Regions from separate parts of the Pan troglodytes genome. Here all the other regions are linked to region 1. A link is a contact called in public Hi-C data. All regions are on one chromosome and are shown on one strand. The core of a region is the stretch at or near the end of the contact, and the rest is flanking DNA. Distances in the headings are between cores, read along the strand shown.

The links. A called contact is a pair of places that touch in the nucleus more often than the background predicts.
Region 2: a Hi-C map of stem cell-derived neural progenitor cells shows a contact between it and region 1, with 4 times the contacts expected there. The contact joins two enhancer-like sites. A contact is called at or near these places in 1 of 7 Hi-C or Micro-C datasets (stem cell-derived neural progenitor cells) and 1 of 1 datasets of contacts at active chromatin or transcription factors (stem cell-derived excitatory neurons).
Region 3: a contact with region 1 is called in a Hi-C map of stem cell-derived neural progenitor cells, with 14 times the contacts expected there. The contact joins two enhancer-like sites. A contact is called at or near these places in 4 of 7 Hi-C or Micro-C datasets (blood, induced pluripotent stem cells and stem cell-derived neural progenitor cells) and 1 of 1 other capture datasets (stem cell-derived neural stem cells).
Region 4: a contact with region 1 is called in a Hi-C map of stem cell-derived neural progenitor cells, with 3 times the contacts expected there. The contact joins the promoter of GAP43 here to the enhancer-like site in region 1. A contact is called at or near these places in 1 of 7 Hi-C or Micro-C datasets (stem cell-derived neural progenitor cells) and 1 of 1 datasets of contacts at active chromatin or transcription factors (stem cell-derived excitatory neurons).

What each region holds. Positions count from the first base shown.
Region 1 is chr2:118,531,986-118,535,427 of NHGRI_mPanTro3-v2.0_pri, forward strand. All of the region lies in intron 3 of LOC134809466 (a long non-coding RNA gene), which reads left to right. Among named protein-coding and RNA genes, the nearest start is that of ZBTB20, 71 kb to the left of the region's middle. Within about 2 kb of position 1,581, at least 6 of the 24 cell types and tissues checked have an H3K27ac peak or open chromatin away from gene starts, as enhancers often do. A contact at or near this core is called in stem cell-derived neural progenitor cells and stem cell-derived neural stem cells, where this site is marked.
Region 2 is chr2:118,852,732-118,856,168 of NHGRI_mPanTro3-v2.0_pri, forward strand. It overlaps a transcript of GAP43 not described here. Among named protein-coding and RNA genes, the nearest start is that of GAP43, 100 kb to the right of the region's middle. Within about 2 kb of position 2,035, at least 9 of the 24 cell types and tissues checked have an H3K27ac peak or open chromatin away from gene starts, as enhancers often do. A contact at or near this core is called in stem cell-derived neural progenitor cells, where this site is marked.
Region 3 is chr2:119,026,032-119,029,601 of NHGRI_mPanTro3-v2.0_pri, forward strand. The region is part of intron 2 of GAP43 (growth associated protein 43); the gene reads left to right. Among named protein-coding and RNA genes, the nearest start is that of GAP43, 68 kb to the left of the region's middle. Within about 2 kb of position 2,285, at least 16 of the 24 cell types and tissues checked have an H3K27ac peak or open chromatin away from gene starts, as enhancers often do. A contact at or near this core is called in stem cell-derived neural progenitor cells and stem cell-derived neural stem cells, where this site is marked.
Region 4 is chr2:118,957,451-118,961,224 of NHGRI_mPanTro3-v2.0_pri, forward strand. GAP43 (growth associated protein 43) reads left to right here and starts at 1,962. Exons shown (of 3, transcript NM_001009816.1): 1 at 1,962-1,991. The coding sequence starts at 1,962.

The DNA of each region.
Region 1 (3,442 bases), core at 331-2,830:
TAAACATACTTGTGCATGTGTCTTTATAGTAGCATGATTTATAATCTTTTGGGTATACCCAGTAGTGGGATCACTGGGTCAAATGGTATTTCTAATTCTAGATCCTTGAGGAATCATCACACTGTCTTCTACAATGTTTGAACTAATTTACACTCCCATCACTGTTGTCTTATTTTAAGAAATTACCACAGCCACCCCAACCCTCAACAACCACCACCCTGATCAGTCAGCAGCCATTAGTATCAGGACAAGATCCCCCACCAGCAAAAGGATTACAACTCAGATGATCACTAGCATTTTTTAGTTAAGGTTTTTAGATGTAATTCCATTACACACTTAATGGGCTGTAGTATAGTGTAAACTAAACTGTTTTTTTTTTTTTTTGAGATGGGGTCTCACTCTGCTACCCAGACTGGAGTGTGGTGGCATGATCTTTGCTCACAGCAACCTTTGCCTCCTAGGCTCATGCCATCCTCCCACCTTAGCCTCCAGAGTAGCCAGGACCACAAGTGCACACCACCATGCCTGGCTAATTTTTGTATTTTTTGTAGAGACAGGGTTTTGTTATATTGCTCAGTCTGGTCTTGAATTCCTGGGCTCAAGCAATCTGCTCACCTTGGCCTCCCAAAATTCTGGTAGTACAGGAGTGAGCCACCATGCCCGGCAGTGTAAACATGACTTTTATATGCACTGGGAAACAAAAAAATTCATGTGATTGCTTTATTGTGATATTCATCTTATTGCAATATTTTATTTACTATGGTGGTCTGGAATTAAACCCACAATATTTCTGAGGTATGCCTATGCATTAGTTTTGCTTGTTTTTGAGTGTTATGTCAATGGAATCATACAGTATGTTCTCTTTTGTGCCTAGTTTCTTTCACTCAATGTTATGTCTTTACATAGTGTGACTAAGTTTTTTTCCTCTTGTTTAATTTTTATGTTTTAACTTCTATAACAGTTCAGTAATAGATGCATATAATTTATAAATAAGCCAGGGATGTGTGCATAAAAGTTTGCAGTTCTTGGGTTAAAGTATGGCACCATTTGTGTGAATGTCAACTTTAAATCCCAGATAGACTCACTAGCTTTTTAAAGAGAGAACTACTCACAACTACAGACTATGATGACCTCATCTAGGTATTTGTATTTAATAAACATTTATTTATGAGAACCCACTATGCACAAGTGTTTGTAGGCACTGTGAGAGTTACACAGGCAAAATAAAAAGATGTAGCTCAGTCTTTCAAGGAGTCTATCACTGGTAGGAGAAACAGTGCAGTAAACTCATATGATCACTCCAGACAGAATTGAGAATCTACAAAAGAGACACAACTAAAATGATATAGAAGCCTGGATGAAGGATGACCAATCTTCCAAGAAGCTAGAAAAGGCCCCTTGAGACTTGTACTAGATAAACTTTGAGCCCCTTTATACTTTCTAGCTTCCAATATTTAATCAGATTTCTCATTACAGACATAGGATCTTTATTCTCACTGTGCATTGCTTTATGTTTCAGGTTTATGGATACATGGTATATATTGTGCTCAGTCAAAAGGGGGCAGCATTCACCCTTCTTCTGAAAATCAGAGACCACTTTGGCCACATCTCTTTCTTTCTAGGAAAAGAATACTTTTACCAGATAGCGTTTCAGAACATAGATATAAATTTTAAGCCTCTTGTTTTAATTGTTTGTTTATAGAGATAGCAACTGATTTGCACCTTCACGTCACAGAGCCCAACATATCGCACAGGTATAAATGAAGTCAAGCTGTCTCTGTGCCCAGAGTTTCCCTTATTTCTGCCTTTGTCCCTTGATTGGGCGTGGCAGTCTTGCTCAGACTCAGATTGCTAAAGGGCGGTGGCTGAAATGAACAAAAGGAATCAGACCTTTACTCTTAGCCTGAGAAAAAGATTGCCAAGGGAAGCTTGGGGAGAAAGCGCAATGCTGAGTGGTTGCATCATTGTTTTGACTACCTAATGCTTTTTTTCTCTTCTGACTGTTTATCCTTTTTAAGCTTCTGTTTATAAGCATAACAATTATATGAAAGGTAAATAAGTTACATGCACTACAGGGATGTATGACTGTGCTCTGTCTTGGCGGCATTCGTCTCTTTATTAGCCAAGTAACCTTTACAGTTTAAGTACTACACAGTTGCTGCAGTCCTTTTCTTGCTGACGCAGTAGTAGAGGCAGTGGTGGTGAAAACTGAGAGAGGTTTAATGCTGAAGGTCTCAGACTGTGTATCTCTATGTCTATGACCTCTAACCACCAGACCGGCAGATAACTGATTTCATTTTGTTAGTGAAACACTGATTTTAATTGCTGACTTATACAGCTTCCATGTTATACTTGATTGGTTTTGAGAAAATCAATGTTGATGGCCAAAATTCCAAATTAACTATTTCTTTCTAGATTTAATCATACTGTATACAGCCCTAAATTGCCCTCTAAGCGACTTAAAAAAAAATTGAAGAGTAGAGCTTTACCAAATGTCTCTGAATGATAAAGGAAGTTGACCCACCCTATAATTAGCTTTTGTAAATATCAAGTCAAAGGTCAGAGCAAAGGTCATCTGATTTCTTTCTTTTGTGAAGAAAACAAGGGATTGTAGTCAGTATGACTGATTTCAGAATAGTGGCTAAAGATGAAGTCATTGCTTTCTTTCAAAGCAGAAATTGTAAAAGTAAATAATTTGGAATAATCACAGAAATAATTACATTAATATGAATAGCAAATAGCAGGTGATCATTTGTGTAGCATTTACAGATACTGTGACCCTTGGTTTTAGACCTTGTGCAGTGTTTTTCTCTGTCAGGTACATGATGCTGGGAGAGCAGCTCTCTAGGAGACCTCTGATGACATCATGTCACTGTCCTCTGAGGCCACAACACAGCTGCCATGCCACACACTGGCTCAGAACACACAGTGGGGCATAGCCAAAAAGTTCACAAAGTAAAGAAATGTCAACTTTCTACATTTTAGCATTCATTTGCCTGCATTAACCAACATTGTGCAATATATAAAGTCTAAAGCCCATGTGAGAGATAAGACAGAATTATTTGCATTTCTGCTGAAATTAAGCATGATGAAGTAGAAACTTATTACTTTTAAAACCAAAAAATGAATCTAAATATGTGTGTGTCAATCAAATGATGAGTTAGGACTTCCTCATGAACTGGAGAGGAAAATTGGATGACCAGCTATCCTGAGTTGCTAGGGACTGAGAAGGTGTCCAGGATGTGACATTTTCAGTTTTAAAATTAAGGCTATCTTAGGCAAACTGCAACAAGTTGGTCACCCTAACTGGAAGAGATCTTTTTGGCTATGTTGTCCAATTATCTTATTTTGCAGCTGAAGAAAATAAAGATTATGGAAATCATAAGATCCCAGCAGGATTATTTTTCTCCCTAATTCTTGTCAATGTCTTTTCTTTTCCTAG
Region 2 (3,437 bases), core at 785-3,284, 320 kb after region 1:
GTGGCTAGGATTCAGGGAGCAGTATCCTGAGGCTTTCTAGGCCAACAGGGCCCTGGGCCTGGCCTATGAAACCATTCTTCCTTCCCAGGCCTCTGAGCATGTTATAGGAGGGGCTGCTGTGAAGGTCTCCGAAATGTCTCTGTGGCCTTTTCCCCATAGTCTTAGCTATTAGTTCTTGGTTCCATTTTACTTATGCAAATTTCTGCAACTTGCTGGAAATTCCTCCCCTGAAAATGGGCTTTTCTTTTCTACCACATGGCTAGGCTCCAAATTTTCTGAACTTTTATGCTCTGCTTCCCTTTTAATGTAAGTTTCAACTTTAGGTCACTTATTAGCTCACACATGTAAGCATCGGTTGTTAGCCAGGTCACATCTCGAACACTTTGCTGCTTAGAAATTTCTTCTGCCACATACCCTAAATCATCACTCTCAAGTGCAAAGTTCCACAGATCCCTAGGGCAAGGGGAAAATGCAACCAGGCTATTTGCTAAAGCACATCAAAAGTGATCTTTACTCCAGTTCCCAATAAGTTTCTCCCTTCCATCTGAGACCTCCTTAGCCTGGACTTCATTATCCATATCACTATCAGCATTTGGGTGACAACCATTCAACAAGTCTCTAGGAAGTTTCAAATTTTCCCTCATTTTCCTTTCTTCTGAGCCTTTCACACTCTTCCAACCTCTGCTCATTACCCAGCTCCAAAATCACTTCCACATTTTCAGGTATCTTTATAGCAATGCCTCACTCCTGGTACCAATTTTCTGTATTAGTTCATTCTTGCACTGCTATAAAGAAATACTTAAGACTGGGTGATTTATAAAGAAAAGAGGTTTAATTGGCTCAGAGTTCCACAGGCTGTACGGGAAGCATAGCAGCTTCCGCTTCTGAGGAGGCCTCAGGAAGCTTACAATCATGGTGGAAGGCAAAGGGGGAGTGAGACTATTAATATGGCTGGAGCAGGAGGAAGACAGCAAGGTCGGGGGGCGGTGCTACACACTTTCAAACAACCAGATCTCATGAGAACACACTCACTATCACAACACAGTACCAAGGGGGAAATCCCCTCCCATGATCCAGTCACTTCCCACAAGGCCCCATCTCCAACACTGAGAACTGCAATTTGACGTGAGATTTGGGTGCGGACCCAGTTCCAAACCATATTGATCCTCTGGTTTACTCTCATTTTAATTTGAAATGGAAACCTTTTCATTTCACAGAAGAGAAAGCAAGAGCCAGGAGGAAATGAGTGACTTTTCTAATATCACAGTCATTTAGAGACTGTGATAAAGGCAAGGTTAGAGCCCAGGTTTCCTTACTGCTAGTCCAGTGATAGTTCTGTTACATCATTTCTTATACCTATAAAGGCTGACTGAAACCAAAGTTCCTTTGAAATGTAAATACTATTCCATTTGTACTTTAACATCTAACAGAATTGTATTTTTACATTTATATTGTTTATTTACAGCATGCAAAGTGTTTTATCTAATTTAACCCTTGTATCAATCTGCAATAAGTAAATATCAGCTAAAAAATGGCCTGCATGGGACTTATCTACTTTTTATATATGATATATTTTTTCTACAAATACCCATTTCTTATTTGTGAATACTAGGTGAATTAAAAATAAAATAAATAGACCATGCTCTTTCTACTCTTCTCCACCATACTATCAACTAGGAACTCGTTGTGCTTTAAGAAAATAGAACAGAAGTGGGAGGAATGGGCAGCCTGACAATTAAAGCAAGCAAGAAAGAAAAAATGGTGTGGACAGCTTTTGCAAGTTTGTGCCGTAGATGATAGTGGTTAAATTTGCTTGTTATTCTAGACATCTGTAATAGAGGAGGTATTACCTCCAGTTGTTTCTGCAGTGGTGACCCTTGTTAGTTTGAGAAAGTTCTTTTTGAGGCTGATGAATTCAGTTCCCAGAAAAAGACACGGGACTCATGTTGGGGAATAGGAGCACCTCCTCCCTACCATGAACTGTACTCTCAGAGGCCCAGCCATCCCTGGCAGGATGGTTTCAATCACTCCTGCCATCCAGTCATCGCTGACACTTCTTGGCAGGCAGCCTGCCTCTAATGGAATGTGTCCTGCAGCTGGGAATTAGGTCATCAGTAATTTACTTAATAGCATTTTATGAGCTGGGCTCTGACAAAAGAGAGTGATCTGGCCTTAACAGCAGGAGCTTTCCTTGATGTGAGGGGAAGGAGGGAAGAGAGTATAGCATTGTGAATAATCAGACACTACATTTCCTGAAAGTAATGGGTGAGGGTAAGAAAATCTGGGTGTTTCTTCAGACTTCCTATGTGATCAGGTAAGATACATACCTTTGGGCAAGGTACTTCTTGTTTCTGGACTTTAGTTCCTCTAAAGTCTTATACAACTCTAATATCATATACTTCTGACTCTAAAGAACTCTTTATGAAAATTAGAAGATACAGAATTTGACAGGTCATCACCCCCTCTTCCCTGATGGTGCTCTATGGAAGGAGAGATACGTAATCCCACTCTTCTGCCATTAGTGTGCTTTGAAAAGAAAAGCACTGTGTTGTAGAGTTTGCTAATTTTCCTGGTGTAAGTATTCTCAACATGGCTGATTTCAAGCTGCCAATGCTTTAACAATTAGCAAAACTTTTGAAAATTGAACAATTAGCTTCTATGGGCTGGTATGAGTTGCTCCAGTACACCACTAGTTCTCTCCCATCTAGATAAAGCTGCATCAATGAATAGTCTCCCGTATGTAGACACATAACTGGATTGTTCACACACTAAGATATGCGCCATATATATCTTTGTTTTGGTTTTGGATGAAAAGATATTCACAACTTCTCTTTGATTCTATTCCAGTTGCTATTCTTAATTTATGTGAAGCCCTCTCAGAAAACATGTGAATTCTTATTAGGAAACTGTCCAGTTTATATAGCTCTTCATCTGAATTCCCATTTCTTCCACCACTGCTCTGATGCTCCCAGGGATGTTCAGGGAGCCATTTGACCCTTCATATTTTCTTCTGACCCCTAGGACCCCATGTTCTTTCTGTTGGAAAACCCAATATGCATCTCATGAATGTTCAGAAGGTTTGCTGTTGCTATACAGGGTTTAAAATTTGAAAAAGAATCACTGGAATCCTTCCTCCTTTTCACTGGGTGTGAAAGAAACCCTTTTGGGTTCTGAAATTTTAATGTGCAAAATCTTCCAATTTCAAGAAAATTAGGGCTGGGTGCAGTGGCTCAGCCTGTAATCCCAACACTTTGGGAGGCCAAGGCGGGTGGATCACCTAAGGTTAGGAGTTCCAGACCATCATGGCCAACAGGGTGAAACACCCATGTCTACTAAAAAAACTAAAAAAAAAAAAAAATTAGCCAGGAATGGTGGTGGGTACCTGTAATCTCAGCTACTCGGGAGGCCGAGGCAGGAGAATCACTTCAACCCAGGAG
Region 3 (3,570 bases), core at 1,035-3,534, 490 kb after region 1:
GGCGCAATCTCAGCTCACTGCAAGCTCTGTCTCCCAGGTTCACGCCATTCTCCTGCCTCAGCCTCCTGAGTAGCTGGGACTACAGGCACCCCCCACCATGCCCGGCTAACTTTTTGTATTTTTAGTAGAGATGGGGTTTCACCATGTTAGCTAGGATAGTCTCAATCTCCTGACCTCATGATCCACCCGCCTCGGCCTCCCAAAATCCTGGGATTACAGGCATGAGCCACTGCGCCTGGCCCCCTCTGGGCAAATCTTAAAATTGAAGATGGTAAAAGCATGGATAATCTGTCATCTTCCTACAGGTAAAATAGTGGAAGAAATTACTTCATCCAGCAAATAAAGAGAACAATGGTTTCTTGGTGACCCAAAGTAAAGTATTTCAGAGTATTATTTTGTATTCGAAGTAATACAAAAGACAAATATATTATTCAGTGGATACTGCAACAATAGACAGAATTGCAACAAACATGAATTTAGCCAAATCTCTTGCTTGGAGGCCTGCAGTGGAGGAGAAATATCAGAGCGATCTTGGAATCGGACCTATCTATGTTTGAATCAAAGGTCCAGTCCCTAACCAGCTCTATGCCATTAATTCAGCGTCAGCTTTGTCATTGTGAAATAAAATATCCTCATTGCTGAACTTGGTGGTTGTCGGTATTAAATAGATCATGTGTAAAAGGTGTCTATTATGGTATTTTATTGAACACATAGTAAGTGCCTAATAGAAAGTCACCATTGTTCCTGTTCCTTTCAGCTGGGAAACTTTCAGCTATTGGGAAACTTTCTTTTTCTTTGGTACTACACCTGATTTTATGAAGGAAATTAACGTGCAAATAGGACATGATTTATGGCCAGCAAGAGAGACACATAATGATTTGCAGTCTCTTTTGGGAGTCAGAGTCTATTCTATTTGGCCTACCTTGTAGCTCAGCAACATTACCAAGTCCTTACATTATCAGTAATGATTGAGCCTGGAAGTCAGCCAAGGTTACCAGGTAGTGATGTTAGGATTAATTTGGGCTTCATGTAATTTGTCCCTCAGAAACTGCAATCTAGGGATTCAATAGAAAAGGTTGGGATACCTTAAGGGAAATAGCTAACACACTCTTTCCAGGTAGATACCAGCTATAACTTGTCACATCTTGGATTTCAATCCTACAGTCTTAGACCTAAAAGGAAACTTAAAAATTGCCTAAGCCTGGGAACTGGATGGGCTTCAGGAGGGTTCTTTCATCTCCTAAGATTATTTGCAACATATTATACTGTGTGTGCATACGGATGATATTCTTGGCAAAATGACCTTGTCTTTCATCAGATACTCTACTGGGACCACTGCACAAAAATATTATGATGCACTATGCTTGAACAATCTCCAGGAGAAGTTGTGCGCGCCTGTGTTTTAATGAACGATGAAGCTTGTTCTGGGATTCAGTTGCATGGTCTGGCCATGGTCCCACAATGAGTTAGCATCAGAATAGAGGAGATAAACCCAGATATCGCAAGGACTGTATTCTACTGTCATTCAATTAATTTGTACTTATTAATACGTATAATTTCCACACTACACAGGCATTGTGAGGGATGTAGATTATAAAAGTGAATATCTGTTGTCATGGAAGTTACAGTCTGGATGGGGAGAAAAGTAAGGCTCTTAAAAGAAAACAGAAACAAAAAAGACTCAGTACCAGTATAGAACAAAATAAGTTTGTGACTGCTTGCAAACTGCAGTCTGTAGTTGTGGCAAAGGAATTCAGAGACCACGATAGTGGGTAGGGTCTGAAGAAAAGAAACGAGCATTATGATGAAGCATTGGTGAGGATACCGGCCTTAGTAGTTTGTGCCAGTGAGGAGAAGGTAGGGTATGTTGGACCTTGAAGTGGTCGGAAGTTTTCAGTCTTGGTCCAACAGCAAATAGAGGGTGGTTAAAGTTTTTACTTCACCATATTATTTTTGCTCCCAGAATGACTCTGATGTCTCTATGAAGTGTACACAAAGCACAATCCACACTTATGAATTCAGTTCAAAGATATTAACATTATTTCAGCGTACCTGTTAAAGTGACTTAACAATCTACTTGTAGACTGAGTTTTTGGTCATATTCGAAGGACCAAAAAATCAAAATTGATTTAGGATTAACTTCAAAATAGGACCCAATCACAATAGTTGTTCCTATTGCACTGCTATGCAGTTTGCCTGGGGTCATTTCTTCCTGGAGAGTGACGCCTGACACGCCTGCCTTCCACTCAGCCTCCACAGCTGGGAACAGAATTACACTGGTGCCCTCTGCTGGGATGAAATGGGAAGTTGATCAGGAAACAATGGTGTCCTCGTCTTTTCAACGTAGAGATGGAGGTGGCGATTCCGGGCCCACCGCAGCCTCCAGGCTGGATTCATTTAGTGTTCTCTCCAGGCCTCCCTCTCAGGTGTCTTCTTTGCATCATACCTGAATTTATTAACCAAAAGGAGTAATTGGATTTTTATTGTAAGAAGGTTGTCAGCTAATTTTTAAAAGTAGTCCAAGGAAATGCTGCCCCCTTTCCTCTGACAATTTGAGAGCTGGGCCCTGGTTTCAACACACAGGGCTACTCATCTTGGGTGGTGGCTTGGCTGTCTTGCTAGAGAACAATACATATTAAGAGCCACAGGGAGACTCTGGGACCATTTTTAAAAATCCTGTTAAATTATTATTATTATTATTATTTATTTTAACGGTGAGGAAAGCACATTGATATTCATTGCTGATTTTCTTGGCTCAAATAAACAGCATTAATGCTATGGTGTTAAATTCGATTTAGAGTGTCTACTCTGGTGTGCCTTTGGTACCCTGCTCAGCTGATTTTTCTGCTAGAGGTGAAAAAACATTCAGTTGTAATTAAGAAAGGGGTGGGGGAGTGCTGAGAAGGAAACCGAAAGAGAGAAGAGTTGTGAAGTCTCATGTGTGCAAATTGGTAATGGACTTCTAAAATAAAATGATGGGGGCTGGGGCGGGGCAGGGGAGAGGATGGATTGAAATGATCCTTTCCTGCTCCCCACTTTTATTTTATTTTATTTTGTTTAGGATCAATAATATGGACATGGAGTTCTGCTGCTGGTTTCCATAACAACCTGGCTTATTGAAAAACTGCAGGCTCCACGAATCCCCAATTATCAGCCTTCCAGGGCTTATTAATGGACCTGAGCATCCCAGTGAGGCAGGCAGCTCATTGCTGGCACGTGCCCGGTGGGCTGGCGGAGGGTGGAGGAGATGGGAAGAGGAGATGTGTGGTGAGACAGCAGCCATTTGTCCCCGTCACTTGCAGGGGAGGGGGGAGCAGTCATTCAGGAGGCTGTGAGAGCGTCTCTTGAAACCCTGAGTGGCTGCCGCTGCTGTTACAGGCAGCCCAGAAATCGAAGCAAAACTTGTTTTTCTAGCTCCACCCCGAAGCCATCTATCTGGAATAAATCCTTATGAATATATCACAAGCCCTGTATGTCTATTGAGCTTCTATAATTAATCGGGCTTTCCTCACAAAGACAATGGTGACTCTATATTTCTAATATTAACTCAAGCCTTAATTAAAATGTGAA
Region 4 (3,774 bases), core at 712-3,211, 430 kb after region 1:
AGCGGCTGGGCTTTCAAAATTGGGCTCCTTGTAACATTAAAAAATTATTAAACTCAGAAACTAATTCTGTTTTTTAATCATAAATATGAAAACTAGGAAGCAAACTGAGAAGAATGAAAGACCAAATCAGCGGATCTGAAGCAGGCCACTCTCAGGAAGACTCCTGAGGAATAATTAAGGCTAATTTTAAGTATCACCTCCTGGGTGTCATCATCACCATCGTTCCCAGGTACCTGTCTGAGATAGTCCATTTTGAAATAGATATACCTTAAATTATGTTAAAATGTACTAAGCACTTATTGAGCTCAGTGATCCTGAAATATGCCTAATAATAAGCTGCCTAGTTGCCACTTATTAACTAGGTTTATGTCTAGGAGGTCTAGGAGGGACTATGAAGAATATGAGCTGTTTAATTAGGGGTACTTGTCATCACTAATGAACAACAAGAAATAGTTTGAAAACTTCTTTGAGATATTCACTTGCAAATGTCACCCGAATTTCAGAAAAGTACAGTCTCTGGAGTAAAGCTATTATACACTCAGAAAGACTGTTGTGCTTTGCATGCGTTATATCATTTAGTCCTCAAAACATGTTGTCAAGATTGGCATTATTATCTCCATTTTAAAGATGAGAAAATTAGGTGCAAAGAGCTTCAGTAACACACTCAAACTCATTCAACAATAAATAACTAAAAATTGTGCTATACACACTATAAGAGTCACATGTTCCTCCCCCAAAATTATGAAAGGCCATAGAAGGAATTCAAGAAGTAGGCTTCATGACTTATCATTTCTTCTCATCTCAGATGAATTCACTTTAATCTATCATGCCCAAATTGTAAAATATCATTTTGATCACCATCAATATTACACAGACCTGTTTGAATGTGCTCAGCTTTTTCAGTAAAATTAGAAGAAACCACAATTTACAAACAGGTATATGTGCATTAAGGAAAAAACAAAAAACTACCATGTGATTTTAGATATGGATGCCAATTCTTAAACATTGTTTATTATTTCTGAGCTCAAGTGCTTAGAATGTTTAAAATGCAATATATTTATGTGGATTTTTTCCAGGATATTGGAACATATATAAAATATGCTTGTGCATGTCTAAGCTTTGTATTTATTTCAGGTTGTATGTATACTGAGAAGAATATATAAACAGTGTATGATATTTACATGTTATTTCATTTTTTGAGGGAAATTAACCTCCACAATTATTAACTATGCATAAAATGTAATGGCAGATATGACTTATATTGTATAGGACTGACTACAATTCCTCTTTAGAAATAGCTGTTCTTTGCTTTTATAATACTAGGAAAAGAGGAAAAGAGTTCTTAAAGAAATACAAGGATTCCTCAAGCCCCTCTTCCCTAAAACATGCTCTATCATATCTCCTGGATTGACTGGAATATCCTTCTCTGCCCCCACCCCATCACCCTCTCAATGCAGTGGAAAAGTCGGTGGGTAATTGGGTCCAGATTGGAGGTGTTTAAATATTCATGAGGCTGGCAGGGGACTGGGAGGGGGCGACTGTCTAGAATGGGGGTAGGAGCTGGGGGAAGTGATTAGTCACTGAAGGCTAGCGAACAATTCCGAGAAAGAGACGGAGAGAGAGGGAAGAAAAAGACAGATAGATAGATATTGGGGGGAAGGAGAAAAAAGGAGAAGAGAGGGAAGAGAGGACAGCGGAGAGAGAGCACCAGAGAGAGAGAGAGAGAGCGCGCGCTAGAGAGAGGGAGCGAGCATGTGCGATGAGCAATAGCTGTGGACCTTACAGTTGCTGCTAACTGCCCTGGTGTGTGTGAGGGAGAGAGAGGGAGGGAGGGAGAGAGAGCGCGCTAGCGCGAGAGAGCGAGTGAGCAAGCGAGCAGAAAAGAGGTGGAGAGGGGGGGAATAAGAAAGAGAGAGAAGGAAAGGAGAGAAGGCAGGAAGAAGGCAAGGGACGAGACAACCATGCTGTGCTGTATGAGAAGAACCAAACAGGTAGAGCTAAAGATTTTTTACTTCTTGCTGTTGTGAAATAACCAGAGTACAGTATTTCCCCGTAAAGGCAAACAATTTTTTTACTGCTTCTGCTCTGGCCATGGTGCTCGCGCTTCCTTAGCATATGGTAACTGATGGTTGCATCCCAGCTTTTATTCTTTTCTGTCTTTCATGCTCTGGTTTTGGAATGCTGCTACTAATTAGGTTGAGGGTAGAAAAAACATGCCTGTTTGGCTAGAAATAATTTTTTTTTTTCTTATTAGTGAATGCTCAGCATTTGAGGTCTCTGGTCTTGAGGGTGTGGACGTAGAAAGGGGTGTGGGGGAGATGATGTGGGCTCTACCTACAAGATGGGGAGGCATTTCTTTATATTATTTGCAAAAAGCAGGGTTGAGGAAATAATATTCAGAACTGAGTATTGCCTCTCTGTCATACAATTTTCTCACATGTGCTGCGGAAGATGCCTTATTTCGTGCATGCATGAGCTTCGAAGGGGCGCAGGTATTTATGGAAAAACGTGCAGGTCTTATTTATTTAGTATTTATTTTTCAATGAATGAATGAAACTGTGATTTGATAGATTTTTTTTTTTTTTAAGAGAAGCTAAGACAACTGGGGCTGGGGGAGAAATTGGCCATGCAGAAGGGGAAAATCCCCTTCCTAAGATCAGCAGCCGATTGTGCACCAGCTGGTCGGAGGAGAGGGTGGACCACGCCCCTAGGAGCTCCGATGGGATGGGAAAGACAGCCGGGTATTACCTGTTGGAAACCAGGTCTTTTCTCTTCTCCCCTTCCCTTGCTTCTTTCCTGGGATTGTCAGTGACCAGAGACAGGCTAACATCCTGGATAATAAGTATGGTGACTCATTTTCATCAGGAAGAGGGACACATCCAAGATTAGCAAGAATCAGAGCCCCTCCTTCCCTCCCCCACTGCCCAGGTTTTACAGCCATTTCCAATTGCTCGCTTATTTCTTGAAAGACATTTTAGAAACTTGATTGGGGTGAGAGTGGGAAGGAATGACGAGTGTGGTATTCCGCAGCAACCGACCATGCCATGGCAGTCTCCAAAAGAAGCTTTCAAACATTTGTTGGAATGCATTTGAGTGATTTTGGCGAAGGTTAAAGAGAAAAATGGGTGTGGGATACGGGTGAGTGTGTGCGTATGCTTGACTGTGGTGGGGGTGGGGGTGTGGTGGGGGCAATCTTGGTCAAAGAAGCCCTTCGCAGACTGATTGCCTTAGGGGTGGGGTGCAAGAGATGGAATTTGGGTATAATTTCCAGTGCAGGTATTGGAAATTGGGCAATTTGTAATACACTCCCTGAATCCGAAGGGGGTGGAAGAGAGTGGAGAAGAAACAGCCTGCCAGCTTAGCACATTTAGCCAGCGCCCTGGAAGGAAGGGTGGGGAGTGAGGATGAAGGAGAAGGAGCAGGAAGAGGATGGGAGACTGAAGCAGAATGTCAGAGCAGTGGGAGTAGAGATTTGGCATAAATAAATAAATAAATAAATAAGCAGACATCCTGGATTGTGTGGGGCTATTTGGGGGAAAAAGTCGGATAGTGGGGGATTGAGTTGGGGGCGGTATTTGCAGCATCTCCTGAAACTGCCCTGTGGTTACAGAGATTGATGCTTCCATTGGCTCATTTTATCAAACCAGGGCATTTTCTCTCTGTGACCTCCTTCATTTTAATATATAAATGTAATAAATACAGGTGTCTGGGTTAAGAACACTGTCAAAGAAAAGTCCTGAGGTTATTTCACTGGTGAGCTGGGGAAATAACATT